Linked DNA regions of Manis pentadactyla: region 2 is linked to region 1. Evidence: chromatin contacts called from public Hi-C data. All regions are on one chromosome and are shown on one strand. The core of a region is the stretch at or near the end of the contact, and the rest is flanking DNA. Distances in the headings are between cores, read along the strand shown.

Region 1 (6,914 bases), core at 2,108-4,607:
GCCAATGAAATTTCCTGTTTTACTTCAACTGCCTCAAATTCTCCTAGAAAAGCTTTTAGGTGCAGATTTGATCTATGTATCCTCTAAAAGGGGGGGTCAAGGTATCAATTTTATATTGCACGAGCGCTTCCAACGTTTCTTTTGAAACCCTCTATCTTTAACCATACATCGATGCCCCACCATCACATACCCAGTACAACGTGGTATTTGGGATCACACATGGCTGTCTCAATCCATAAGAAGCATTTTTTTTAAAGTAAAGGCCCGGTGGGTCTTTTACTACTCTTGCAGCAAGGATCCCAATGGTGGTATTGTAATCCGTCTCTATTATAAAGTCTGGAATTTAACAACAGAATATCTTGTATTGGTAAAGCACTCTACACATTACAAAGCACTTTCTAACCCATTGTCTCACTTGATCCCACAACATCCCTGTGAGAGGAGGCAGGGATTAGTCTCCATTTGCAGATGAGGAAGTGAGGCCAACCACCTTCCCAGCAGCAGAGGCATCACAGCCCTCGTGCCCCGCAAGGCCAGCACCTTCCCTGCTACACTTCACTGCCTCCCCCTTCTACCGTGTCTTCACTTCAGGCAACATCATTTCTCATCCTAAAATTCTTGCTTATAAATGGGGAGATGCAAAGGATAGTGAGGTGAAAAGCTCAAGACCCTAGCGTTGGTCAATTACAGAGATGAAAATAGGTACTCCTAGCACTTAGCTCACAAATTCTCAGAGGGTGAGGATTAACTATTCTCACAAATAGTTATCAAATGCTGTTTGGACTACAGACTATGCTTGTGAGAGAAACACAGCTGCTGTCTGATGAAGCCTCATGTAGTGGGGCGGGGGGTGGGGAGGCGATATGCAAGTGAGCAATTTCAGACCATGGTAACTCCCCAGGAAGCGAGCAGGGAACAGTAAGGGGACAGGGAGGCAGGAGAACATATTTACACAGGTGGCTGGAGAAGGCCTCTTTAAGGTGACTTTTTAAATTGGAATCTAGAGGAGGAAAAGAGGCAGCCATAGAAAGAGACAGAAGAGCTTTCCCCACAGAGGGAACAGCATTAAAAAACAAATGATCTATAACCAAGTTGGGTCTCATGTTCTGGGGGTCTTGGATAAAAGTTTTTGGACAATGTCTTCTAACCCTCACCTTCCCACTGTTTCCTCTGTTAAACTGTAATGTTCTGTTGTATCGTGGCACTTTGGAGTTGAAAAGGATTAATTCATGTAGCCAGAGCTCCATATTTTAAAAAAATACTGAGGCCTGGAAGATGAGACTTTTAGTAATACTGCACAATTTTATGGCACAGGGCACTGGATTAAAATATCAATAATGACTCCAAATTGCAGAATACCTTCAAAGGAATTTCTCTATTAAGCTAATAATTTACATTCAGAAACCTGAAACTCATCAGCTTTATCTTTATGAAGCTTGTGTTTATTCTGTGTAAATAATGCCAGAATACCACAGCTGGATTTTTATTTATTTAATGAGTTATTCATTAGCTTTTATAAAGCACAGCCAGAAACCAGCACCTAAGGATGCTAAAGGAATCCCGATGATGAGGTACCAATCCAAATTTATTTAGATGAAGTGCAGAGTTGTTTCTCTGGTAGAAGGAGCCCATGACATTCAAATTCCTGGAATTACCCTTGGCACCACCTTTCCCTCCTCTGCTCACCTTCCTAAAGCAACCTGACGGTATGCAGACATTCAGGTCAGTTTCAGCATGTTAGATTGTACCTGTAATTTAGGCAACTTGCTTTTAAGAGCTACCATTAGTATTAGCAGAAAGGAAGTATTATCTGGTTCCACTTCTGAGAAGCAACAATGAAAGAGTTATTTTCACACAAAAACTCAATTCTGCAGTATAATTAAATCTCACAGAAAGAGTGACCAGTATCTATTGTGAACTTAAAGTAGGAAAAACAATCCACTACATCAGTAATTTTACCTGTCAAAAATATGAATAATTCAGACATTTCGTAACAGTCATAAAAACACAGATTTGCTTTCCAGCCCTAATCAGTGACTGGTCCAATCCTGCTGAGCTTTAAAACATAAAATATGCTTTCATGCAATTATTTATCATCCATCAACTATGTGGAAGGCTGCGTAAGATAGAAGCTGTGTACAAGGCAGAGTTCCTGCCCTTAAGGAGTTTACAGTCTAATATATGTGTTAGGTTATAAATTGTTAGTCTGAGACTTCTATCACCTATTAGTGACTATCTACTGGAACATAAAGCCGAAAACACAGTGCCTGAAGTCCATGCTAAAACCTATCTGTATTTCTCTTCAAATTTGCTAATAACTGGAAAAGATGTCAGCCACTACCTTGCCTGATAACATTTTGGTAACCAAAATAACCAATCATAGCCAGCATACGAACAAGAAACCATACCCATTGCATTCTTACAGACTTAAAGCTTAAAACCTTGCAGAATACTTGTTCTCCAAAAGGGGCAAAAAAGGCATTTTAATCTCACCTTTCTTCACCTCTGACAGTTGCCTAGAAACCAGTCCTGCCCTACCTGTGTTGCAGGTGTACCTGAAGTCACCAACACATCTCTTTTAAAGCTACAGTCTCTATTCTGACTGCACTTAAGTTTATGACTAACAATCTATTCATATTTTTTATCAGGTAGGAGACTGGTTTCTTTCTGGCAATGACGAAATCCTAATAAAGACTTAGCAAGCACCAATACAGCACCAATCATACTAAGGAAGTCATCTAATTTGTCCGAGACTATGATAGGCACACAAATACATACACACGAGAAATACCCCAGAAGCGTTCACGTTTTGAATACAGCATCCTGCAGCTCGGCTGCTCCTAAAGCAACACTTCGGGCGTTCGGCGCTGGGAACCACGTTTCTAGGAGGGGGACAGAGCCGGAAGGCTCGGGCTGCGCGGCTGAATTACCGACCGCGGTCAGGCGCCGGGCGGAGGGACTGCGGCTACGGACCGCGCCCGCTCGCGGCGGGTGGGGGACACACCGTAGCCCGGGGCGCGCAGCCCGCCGTGGGGAGCCGAGGCCGCCGCCCGCGGGCGCAGCCGGGCCCTCCCTCCACCCCTCCGTTCCGGGAGACGCCGCATCGCGGCGACCCTCTTGGGCCCTGGGCCCGCCCTGCGCAGGGAGCCCCTGGCAGCAGGGCGCGGAGCGGCGCCCTCCCCCAATCCCGCAGGCCCCTTACCCCGCGGAGCCGCGGCTGCCCCACGGCGCCCTCCCGCGCATGTCCGTCCCGGCTGGCTCAGCGCCGCGGTTCAGGGGCCCGGACACCGCGCAGGCGCCTCGCCGCTCACACCCAAGTCGCAGTCCCGGTTCGCACTCGGCCGCCGGCGGCGAGACGACCGCCGCCTTACTATATAGCGGGTGGGCGTGACCGTGACGTCGCCTCTTACCGCCCTCCACCCCGCGCAGCCAATCCCGGCAGCGAACCGCTTAAAGGGGCGACGCGGCGCCCGCGGCGCTCGCGTGGGGTCCACCGGCGCCGCGCGGGCCTGCGGGGCCGCCGCCTTTGTCTCCTGAGGGCGGTGCGGGCGCGCCTCCCCTCCTCTGGACGCCTGCCGCAGCAGCGGGGCCCGGCAGCCCGAACACTGATTTTCCTCGGAAGTTTGCGGGCAGCCCGGCCTCGGCAGCAGTGCCTGCCCGAACCAGAGGTGGTGCCGCCCCGCGCGGAGTTTCCCACCGTGCCCAGCCCCGCGGAGGGTTGTGCGTGCAGCCCACGACCGCGGGGACGGGCCGAGGACCCGGGAGAAAGCGGTGCGGCCGCCGCGGGGTTGGCCTCAGTGGGGCTGCGCCCGCCGCCCGTGGGAGGGGAGCGGGGGACGGAGAGGCCCAGGGCCGAGGACCATCCGCGGGGAGCTGAGCGCGTCAGCCCAGCCCCCTCTTCTCTACGGGTTTGAACGTCGAGACCAGCGCAGTCGCAGGTGCAGGGCGCTGGCGGACTTCCCAAGGGAGCACCCACCCCACCCGGCGTCCCAGGAGTTCCCGGTCTCCTGTTTACTGTTGGATCCACACCGACCTCAACATCCCCTGGCATCGAGCAGCCGCTGATGCCCAAGGACAGAACACCCGCCAGCCCGCGGGAGGAGGTCTCTCCGGCGCCGGTGATGCAACCTAGGCTTATAGTTTAACCGTAAAATAAATAATACACATGATAACAAACCAGGAGTAACTAAAGTAAGAAAAAAAGCAAACAGACAGAAACCCTCCAGTTTTAACTGGAACAAATCCCCTGAGTGGTACTCTATTGAGGAGAGCCCAGGGACCTCCCGCTGACCTCTTTAGTCTCCAAGAGCCCCTTTTTTGCCGTTCAGCAATAATTCCCAATAGTTACACATTTAGCACGACCTAATTGGGGTAGTTTAACATATGGAATGAGATTCCGACCTCATTATCAGTTTAACTATTAACTTTGCACTCCATGAAGTGGCTTTTGCCTTTTCTCCCCTATTACTTACTTACATTCTTTTAAATTTAATTCAGAGGCCTAATTTTGAATTCAAGTTCTTAAGCGCAAAAAATTTCTGAAGTATCCCTTTGCCCTCTTTCAGTTGCAAGATAAATGTTGAGCAGAGAACTCTACCCTCCCTTCTGATGGGCTACGACTGACCTGCAGGGACTCGGGGATCATTTTCACGCCCGTGTTACTTACCAACAATTCAGTTAGTCCATCTTTCTATTAACTCACCTTCTTATTTATTGCTGTTCATTTAGTATTATTTTAGGAATGATGGAACTTAATCACAACTAATTGCTGCTTGACTTACCAAATTAAGTAGGCTTTTTGATTCACACAAACTCTATTCATATTCTGCACCCCCCACAGCACACCCCATTTTGGTTTCATTGATGTTTCTGGCTTAACCCATATGCTGTTATCAGTGTAAAAATAGGATCAGCCTGAGAACTTGCCAGAGAACATCTTTTCAGACCTCACAGTACAGCATTTACTGAATGAGAGCCTAGCTGAGATCGAGTTCCATCCAAAAAGAAACCTAGTTAGACTGTTCCAAGTCACTACAATACAGTCGTAATTTGTGCTTTGGCCTTAGTGGCATGCTTTTTACATTCCCCTATTCATTAAGCAGTGATAATTACCAGAGCAACCATCCGACACACCCCTTCTTTAGAGAAGGAAGATCAACAGGATACTCAACGATGTGGATGTGGTTGTGAGCTGTATGATATATTAATGTTTTGGTAAATTATCAAAAATCATAAAATCACAAGAGTAATACGTGATTAGTCCAATTTTTTTTTCTTCTGATCTGTTTTAAACTGGGAAAACAATCATCTTGATTTATTCATTTTGAGGGAAAACCTAGTTATAGCTGATTGCTTACCGAAATTTGCTTACAATTATATTCGTATAATATGGAGCTCTTAGCTGTGGATGGATTGCATGAGAAGACTTACACCCTGAAATCTTTTGTCTAATAGTCTATTAATGTCAGTAGTATTTGTCAAGAATATTGGGGGAAAAGTAAAAGGAAAATGCTGAACAGCTTAAAATTGTATTAGCTTATTGTGTTTATCAAGTAATCATTCGTTGACTGTAAAAGATTAGAACCCTAGACCAAAGGTTTAGGGAAAAAAAATATTCTTTTGGACTGAACCTAATTTGTTTTAAATTGTCTCCTATAAGAAATTTAAAGTCAGACAATTTTTTTTTTTATGTCTCTCACAGTCCATTTAACTTTGAGGGCACTTCCCAAGGAATTTATATTAGCTAATTGTTCTTTAATATTAAAACACCTAAATATAGTATCTAAAATGTTAGACTTAAATCATATTGACCCAAACTGTCACTCTGCACTTGGCCTTTCAGTGTAAGAAGAAGCTGTCCTTGGAGTGGGGACAAGGGGAGGTTCTGGCTGGGAAGCCTGAGAACCACAGACACTGCCTTCCTAAAGATCTTGTTCTTTTCTGTCCTCTCCGGTAATATACAAGTCACTTGTGAGCATACATATGCCACACAGGGCCCTTAAAACCCTTCCAAATTTATATTGTGATATTATTGGAATCCTGCAAAAAAGTATACACATCTTGGTGTTTATTCTTCTTGATTATAGATGTTTTTGTGTTTCTACTTTGTAAAGGATTATTTTAAAAGGAGATATTTTCTGCATTACTCTCTTAGTCCTAGAGCCTTTATATTTCTCTGTTCATGGTATCAAGGTAACTATGCGCCTTCCTTTCTTTTTTACTAATTTATAGTTAAGAGTGCAATAAAAATACACAACAATGGAAGAATTGCATTTCTTAAAGGTCATTCTGATGTTTAGTCACGCCACTTTTTGTTTTGGAAACATCCAGGCACAGATAAATGTTTATATATGCAATAAACTTTGTGGATTGCTTGGAAACATATATGCTGGGAAGAGCTGAGATTCATCCATGAAGGGTGCTACACCACAGTCCAAGTCTCCCTGAACTTTCAATTTCAGTAGCCATTTGAAAGGTTGCACAGAGATTCCTTTACAACTTTCACGTTTTCTCTTATGCAATTAGGGTTACTCCTCCTCCTCCTTCCTAGCTTTTTCCCCCAAAAAGAAAAAAATTAAGTGGCATACTCAGCTTGTGAGAAGACTGAGCAGGCTGGTTTAATTTATCAACCTATTGTTTTTTAAGAGTCAGGGCCATGGCTAACTACATTTTTCTTGGTTTGAGTTTTAGGGAGGCTGTTTGTATAGTTTATTTTTGATGGAGATTCTTTTCATTTACCTAATGCTGCCTTAACCCACATTTGATCCTGTAGGTGGCTATTGTATTTCTAGTTCTATCCCATTTCTACAGTTTACAACCATTAGAAATTTTTAGTGGCCCATACGTACATTAATTTAATATGTAGACATTACAAGACAAATTTTTCATGTTTCTTTTACACATTAATCTGATTT
Region 2 (6,914 bases), core at 2,274-4,773, 200 kb after region 1:
GGGTGGCTGCTGCTGCCCCAGCAGGAGGAGCTGTAGCAACAGGAATTGTGTGTGTGTGTGTGTGTGTGTGTGTGTATGATGTGGGTATGTGTGCTCTTCAGTGTCATGTGTATGAGTGTGCATGCATGCAATCTGTGTAGGTGTGCATATGTGCAGGCAAGTATCATATACATGTGTGTTTATGTGCTGCGTGTGTGTATGTGTGAGTGTGCAGGCCACGTGAAAGCTATCGTGGCATCTCCAAAGAGTGCAAAACTGATCAGAGGGTGCCAATAACTCATTAGCTCCACATAAACTAAGAGCACCTTTCTTTACAATGTTTGTGTAAACACACACACACACACCTGAGGCTCTGTAACTGCCCAGATCTTCTGAACTGGGAGCCGGAAGGCAGCTTCCCCGACAAGCTGTCGGAGAGGAGGGAGGCCACAGCCCTGGGAAGGCTGGGAAAGGAGCCCACGAGGCGGGGTCTCAGGCCGGCTTGGCGGACTGGCATCGTGCCTCCTAGCCCAGGGTGCGCTGGAAAGCAGGTGCCCAAGGAGCAAACAGTTGCTGGGTGAGTGCATCAGTGACCCCAAGTGAGACTGCATGTTGGGGCCCCCAAGCCTTGGAGCCCTGCAGGCCTGGGTTCAAGTCCCTGCTCCAACCCTGGCTGCATGTGGCCTGTCCCTGTCCAGGAGCCTCAGGCTCCCAGATCAAAAACAGACCCTGGGGACCAGAGCCGCTTCATAAAGTAAACATGATTAAATGAGGTTTAAAGTACAGAAAAACTTTAACACAGGGACCTGTCCAAGATGCTATTAAAAATAATGTCATTCATAAAAAACCATGTGGCTGTGTGCTTTGCAGAAAAAGTGTGCTCACAAAGTAAAAAGAAAAATTCAGCCTTAGAACCATGAGTCCTTGCAAGGTCAGAAAACCTCAGAAGAACCACCTCCCTTCCTGTGCTGTCAGCTTCCCTGGCTGCCCGGCACCCAGCGCTGTGCAGCACCAAAGTGGGGCTCTTCCACCACCTCGTGGACACCCGCGGATGGCAAGTGAGCCGCGCCAGCACGTTTCTGCAACGGTTCACACCGCAGTCTGGAGTGCAGAGGCACTGGTAGGGCCAGGCTTTGCCCACCGGGGTCCCCTCAACACGATGCCCTGTTAGCTCGGCCACCTCCTCCCTCCCTCCTCAGTCACGTCCTGCAGCACCCAGGGACCAGGGCAGGGGCTTCGCTGGCTTCCTTCTGGGTTCCGTGGCTCTCCCTCCACCCTGGTCTCTTGTCCAGACCTGGGGAGCCTGTCCACACAAGGGGAGAGTGCCAGGTCTGGTCAACCGGGGTTCTAATCGTGGAAGGTTCTGACTTTGGAAGGTTAAAAAAGGTAGCAAGAATTTTAAAATCTTTTTGAAGTCCTTTCTTTCTCAACAATATCTAGATTTCAAGCCTTTTCTCTTGCTGCAAAATTCTACGTTGAATATCAGAAATGACATAGTAACTTTTGTTTTCTTAGCACCCCCATTTGGCCCCTGTCTCTCTCTCCTTTTCCTGTCCAAGCAGAGAACAACTACTCCCCACACCCACTTCCTCCTCGTCCCGGGCAGGGGCATGCATCCTGGCCTCCCTGTGGTTGGGTGCGTGTCACTGAGCCTCAGACTGGGCTGTGAGTGGCATGTGGGCCTCTTGCAAGCCTGGCTTGGGCAGAGCCAAGACGGAAGGAGGCTGGGTCCCTGGATGACTGTGTGGAGGCCCCCCTCCCATCGGGGTACCCCTCTGGACCTGACAGGAGCCAAAGCAGGCATCTGTTGGGTTAAGCCCATGACATGCTGAGGTTTATCAGTTACAGCTGTGAGCTGTCCACTAACTGAATAGCAGGTCATTTGTGTGTAAATCAAAACAGAAAAACCCGCCGGTATTTTTTTCAAACTATTACTCCTATTTGAAGAGAAAACAAAAAGATAGAACTTATCTCCTCAAGCTGGCAGAAGCTACTGAGATTCCTCAAGGCTTCATCCGGGGACCCCCTCTCCACTGGGTCTCTCCCTGCTGGTGCCACTGTCCACAGTTCGGCCTTAGGGAGCTCCTGGGTGCGAGATTTGCAAAGGGCCATCTCAGCTCCAGACCTGCATCTCCAACGGCCTGGATGCCTCAAAGGCCCCTTGAGCTCATCTCATCCCAACGCCGACCTCCGACTCTTCCCCACCAGCCTCCTGCTCTCCTCTCAGCAAGTCCACCTCCCTGGCCAGGTGCTCAAGCCGGAAGCTCCTTGGCAGTCCCCTGCTCCCTTCCCACACCCACCAACTTCAATCTGTCGCCATTCTGGCTGGTTTTAGTGCCTGAAGGACTAGCGGATCCACCACCTCTGTCCCTCCACCATCATCTCCCTCCCCACCTGGGCCATTCGGTAGCTCCTGCCTGTACACCACCCAGCCCCTCCATTTCATTCTCCGCTCAGCTATACGATCTTTGCAAAACGTGAATATGATTTAGTCAACCACTCCCCTGCACAGAATACCTCGAAGCTTCTCCTTGTTTTTAAAAAACAAAAGCAGCCCATAGGCCTGCAGGCTAGCACCAGGCTACCTCTCCAGCAAGCCCCCGGCCCCCTCCCCCACTGGGCCTCTGCATTCCAGCCCCACTGGCCTGCCTCGGCTCTGAGCTCACCATGCCCTCTCCTAACCCAAAGGTGTGTACATGCTGACCCCTCTTCCTGGGACATGCTGCCCTTCCTACTCAGCTTTAGTGAGCCTCTCAAGTGTCACTTGTCCTCAGGAAGCAATGGCCCTCCCAATGAGGTCAAATCTCCCTTTATAAACTTTTATAGAGCCACATGTGCCCCCTCAGAAGCACTTTTTGTGGCTATAATTTCACTGGGCTGCCTAATTCTGTGCTCGATCACTAGTCAACTCAGCCCACCTCACTTCTACCCCAGGGCCTTTGCATATGCTCTTGCTTTTGTCTGGCATGATTCTCCCCCAGGTAGATATCAGCACAGCTAGGCCCCTCACCTACTCCAGGTCTTTCTTCAAATGTCACCTTCTAGGTGGGAACTCAAGTCTCTCCATCTCTAAAATGTCACAGCACAGGGGCCACAGCCCCAGTCCCTCCATCGTGCCTGGTGCAGAGGACGCCCCAGATACAGCTGGAGAGTGGGTCAGTGGGTGTGGTGGTACAGTTCTGGGCAGGGCCAACTCCCCGAATTCTGGATAGAGGGCGCAGTGCCCAGAGCACACAGAGCTTTTAGGGGACCACGAAAATCAGTTCATTTCTTTTCAGATGAGGAAGAAAAAAAAAGAGAACTCTTAGGCAAAGGAAACTGTTTTAACATGTAGTATTAATACATTCATGTTTAGACCAGCACAGTCATAAATGTTGGTAGTTTTTTGGGAGGAAGAGGCCCGCGGACGTGACAGTGGGCCTGCTCCCTGGAATTCCCATGCGGCCCCCGCCGGCCTTTGAAGGTCAGGGGAGGCCCGGCGGCGGGTGGGGCCGCGCGGGCGCGGGCGGTGCCGCTTTAAGGATGCTCTGCGGGTACCGGCCGCGGGCGGCGGGATGCAGCGTGACGTCACGGCCCCGCCCCGCGGCTCGATGCTGCAGCAGCGGCGGGCCGGGGGCGGCCGGGCGGGGACCCCAGCCGCGCACGGGGCGGGCAGGAGCCCGGCCTCGGAGAGGGATGCCTCCTGCCTCCAGCCACAGGTACCGCCATCCCCTCCCGCGCCGCCCGCCCGGCCCCGGCCTTGTGCGGGAGCGAGGTGGCTTAGGCCCCGGGCGATCCGGGCGCCAGAGCCGGACGGACGTTGGCACGGAGACCTTTGTTCTTCGCGGATATGTAATTAATTGAACTGTCAACAGAGCCCCTGTCGCACCCCTGAGAGCCGAGCCCTCCGACCCGAGGAGGGAAGCGGTGGGAAGCCAGCACTGGAACTGGCCCCAGGCTTACTCTGGGCTTCTTGGTGCCGGAGGCCTGCTCCCTGGCCACCTGGGCAGGTGTGGGCAGCCTCCCGCTCACCTCCTGCCCGAGCCCCGGCCCTCCGGATGGCCAGGGCCCCCGCGTGATCTCTGTCAGCCTCCCAGGATTAAGTTTACGATGAGCACCCAGGATTTCTGCTTTCCTGCCAAGGTTGACATTAAGTGCATTCTGTCTGCCCCCAACAATGAATAACTTCTCAGATTATTTCAGGGATTGCCATATGTTTACCTTTTTAAGCTTTTATAGGGAAGTAGAGTCAGGTGCTGATGAAACCCACGTTCACCATGCGCCTGACCAGGGCTTTGAGGATCCGTGGGCCGCCAGGTGGGGGCCAAATTGCCAGAGATCCGGGGTGACCGATGGGCCACAGTTCGGCGGCTGACATGAACGCCATGCCCCACGCCTGTGCAGCTCTTACTGGTCTGGGAACATTTCCTTGAGGTATAAACTTTCGGAATTGGCAGAACCTCGAATGGGGAAAGGATGTGGCCCCACGTGACCCCCTGGTGGGCACGCTGGTTTCATATAGAGAAGGGGGGAAATGAGGAAGGGATTCTGGCTCATCGTACGACAATTTTAAGCATTCAAGTTACATGGACATTGTTTATTTTTATTAATCACTTGCTGCTTAACCTTTCCACAACACAGCTTCAGGGTTTCATTACTTCAAACGTCCTCTATTCTAGAAGCACAGTGGGCCTGGTATATAGCCTCTGGGGGCCTGGGAATATACGTGTACTTTTTTGGACTGAGTAAATGGTCATATAGTGTATGGAGAGCGTCTGGTGAATATTCATATTAGTCTATTAAAATTCTTTTTCATTTAAAAAATTTCACTTTCACCTTTTATGCCATTAAAAATGAATTTTAAACATTCTTGGAATAAACTTTCATGAACAGCTTTTAATAAATGTACTTTAAAAATAAAAATGGCAATACTGATCCCCACATTTGAGGGTGAACCCTTAGTGAAGGTTTTTGAGCTCAGTTTAATTCTGGCTCGGGGCTGGGGGTCGAGGCGGGGAGGTGAGGGTCTCCCTTTTGCCCGGACAGGCTGCCGGCTGTGTCTTAAAGCTGGAGCTGCGAAGGCAGCGACGAAGCCATCAGGTAGGACAGGCCTATCTCCAGTTTGCTGGAAGTCAGGTCAAAAAAATTTCCCTTTTCAAAAATGCATTTCAACCATATGCCGTTTAAATCTGAAGTTCTTCCAAAGTGGGCCTATGGTTCTTCATCCCAAAAGGAAAGAGGAAGTTCTAAGGTGCATGCACTTCAGTTCGCTTGATGGGGTAAAACGCAGATAGGAAAGAGGTGGCGTTGCCGGAAGGACCGAGAGGCAGGTAGATCCGCAGAGGAGAGTCGGTCGCTCACGCGGGTGGGCTGCGCCCCGACAGGTCTGCAGGCCCCCTCCCCACACCCCTGTGCTAACGGTCTCCCTTCCGCTTTCCAAGGTGACGGCCGTGTACTGCGGTCTTCTAGCCGGCACTCTGTGTGTGTGATTTTAATGAGCGAAGCTCCCGGGGATGCTAACAGCCACCTGAGTTTTTGAAGGCAAGACCAGCCAATGGACAGATTTTTCTGGAGTATTTACTATGGACAAGCCCGGGAGGAACATAAACAAAGAGCTTGACTTTTTAAAAAAATCTTAATCATGACTTAATCTTCATAGGTGAATTATGTTTTTCATAGAGTTTTTTTCTTTTCTTTACTTGCCTACCTGGTTCTGAGGTATATCTGTTCTTGTTTTAGAGAAAGCCTGGGAATTTCCAAGGTCACAAGATAGGCCATTTATAGAAGTAAAAATAGACTGAGTCTCTGGTGATGTCAATCCTTGTCATCTCAGTATGACACTCCTTACTTAGCAGGGTCACAGGCCTTTCGTGATCAGCTAATCCCCCCTGATGATTTCATCTCTCACCATGCTGCCGTTGTGCCCGACTATTGAATGAATCTCTTCTACGTGGGTGGGTCCCACTGCTTAGCATGCCTGCCCTCTGCGCTTTCACCTAACTCAAGGGCAAGAACTATGTCTTTCTTTTATCACTGTGACCTCAGTGTCTTGGTACTCAGTACTCAGCTGAATGGAGGGTGAGTGGGTAGCTAGATGGATGGGTAGGTGGAAGTGTGAATGGGCGTATAAGTGAGTGGCAAGATGGATGGGTGGGTGGGTGGATAGATGTTTGGAGGGTGGATGGTATATGGGGAGATTAGAGGATGGGTGGCTGGATATGTGGGTGGCTGGATGGGTGCTGGGGTTCACACAGTGTTCTGAATTCTGCTGGGGTGTCTCTAGAGGAAAGCATTCCGCCATTGCTGTTTTATGAAGAGAAAGAAGACAATCCCTGAGTAGGCAGGCTGGTTGGGGGGAGGTTTAGCTTACAAATGTGGAGTGATGAAGAATTTCAGGGTGATTCATAAAGAAGTTATTGACAAGCATAGCCTGATGGAAGGTGGTTTGGTGAATTAACGTCGGAAAAAAGGGCCTCATTTCTAAAGCTTAAAACTAATTGTGGAAGAAAGGTTGTAACAGTGATCTTGGTGAATAGCAAGGGTCCTTGTCAGGAAGCCTGTTGATTCTGGAAAGGCTGTCTTGGGCTTGGGGCCTACTTCTCAGGAAGGACTTTAAAGGGAACTCAGGCATTGCTTTTTTGTGAGGCGGATGGTGGAGCTAAGTCCGAGGGGTCACACAGAGGCTAGACTGTCCCCTGATGCTTTTCCTGCCTCTTTCCCTCTGATCTTAGCAGCTTCCTCTGTGCTTTGTAAAATTAACATTGGCTGAAATGCATAGGTCAACATCCCAGAATCTATTCCTTTAATATTTATAATCTAGAATAATTTCAGAGCAGTGACAGCATCTGGTGCCGGGGAGCAGGTCTCTGAGTGACACACATTGCACACCCCGGGGGTGAGGTGGGGGTGGTTGTCAGGTGGCCGCAGGCGGGAGGGCCGACGTGCACAGGGCCTGG

The links. Hi-C and Micro-C count contacts between places; a contact is called where the count stands out from the background.
Region 2: a Hi-C map of skin fibroblasts shows a contact between it and region 1, with 8 times the contacts expected there. The contact joins the promoter of SLC45A1 here to the promoter of ERRFI1 in region 1. A contact is called at or near these places in 2 of 3 Hi-C or Micro-C datasets (fibroblasts and skin fibroblasts).

The regions. Positions count from the first base shown.
Region 1 is chr4:5,638,418-5,645,331 of mManPen7.hap1, forward strand. It overlaps ERRFI1 (ERBB receptor feedback inhibitor 1), which reads right to left and starts at 3,358. Exons shown (of 4, transcript XM_036925300.2): 1 at 3,203-3,358. LOC130683292 (a long non-coding RNA gene) reads left to right here and starts at 3,516. Exons shown (of 5, transcript XR_008996871.1): 1 at 3,516-4,118.
Region 2 is chr4:5,835,929-5,842,842 of mManPen7.hap1, forward strand. It overlaps SLC45A1 (solute carrier family 45 member 1), which reads left to right and starts at 3,524. Exons shown (of 9, transcript XM_036925295.2): 1 at 3,524-3,677. The coding sequence starts at 3,534.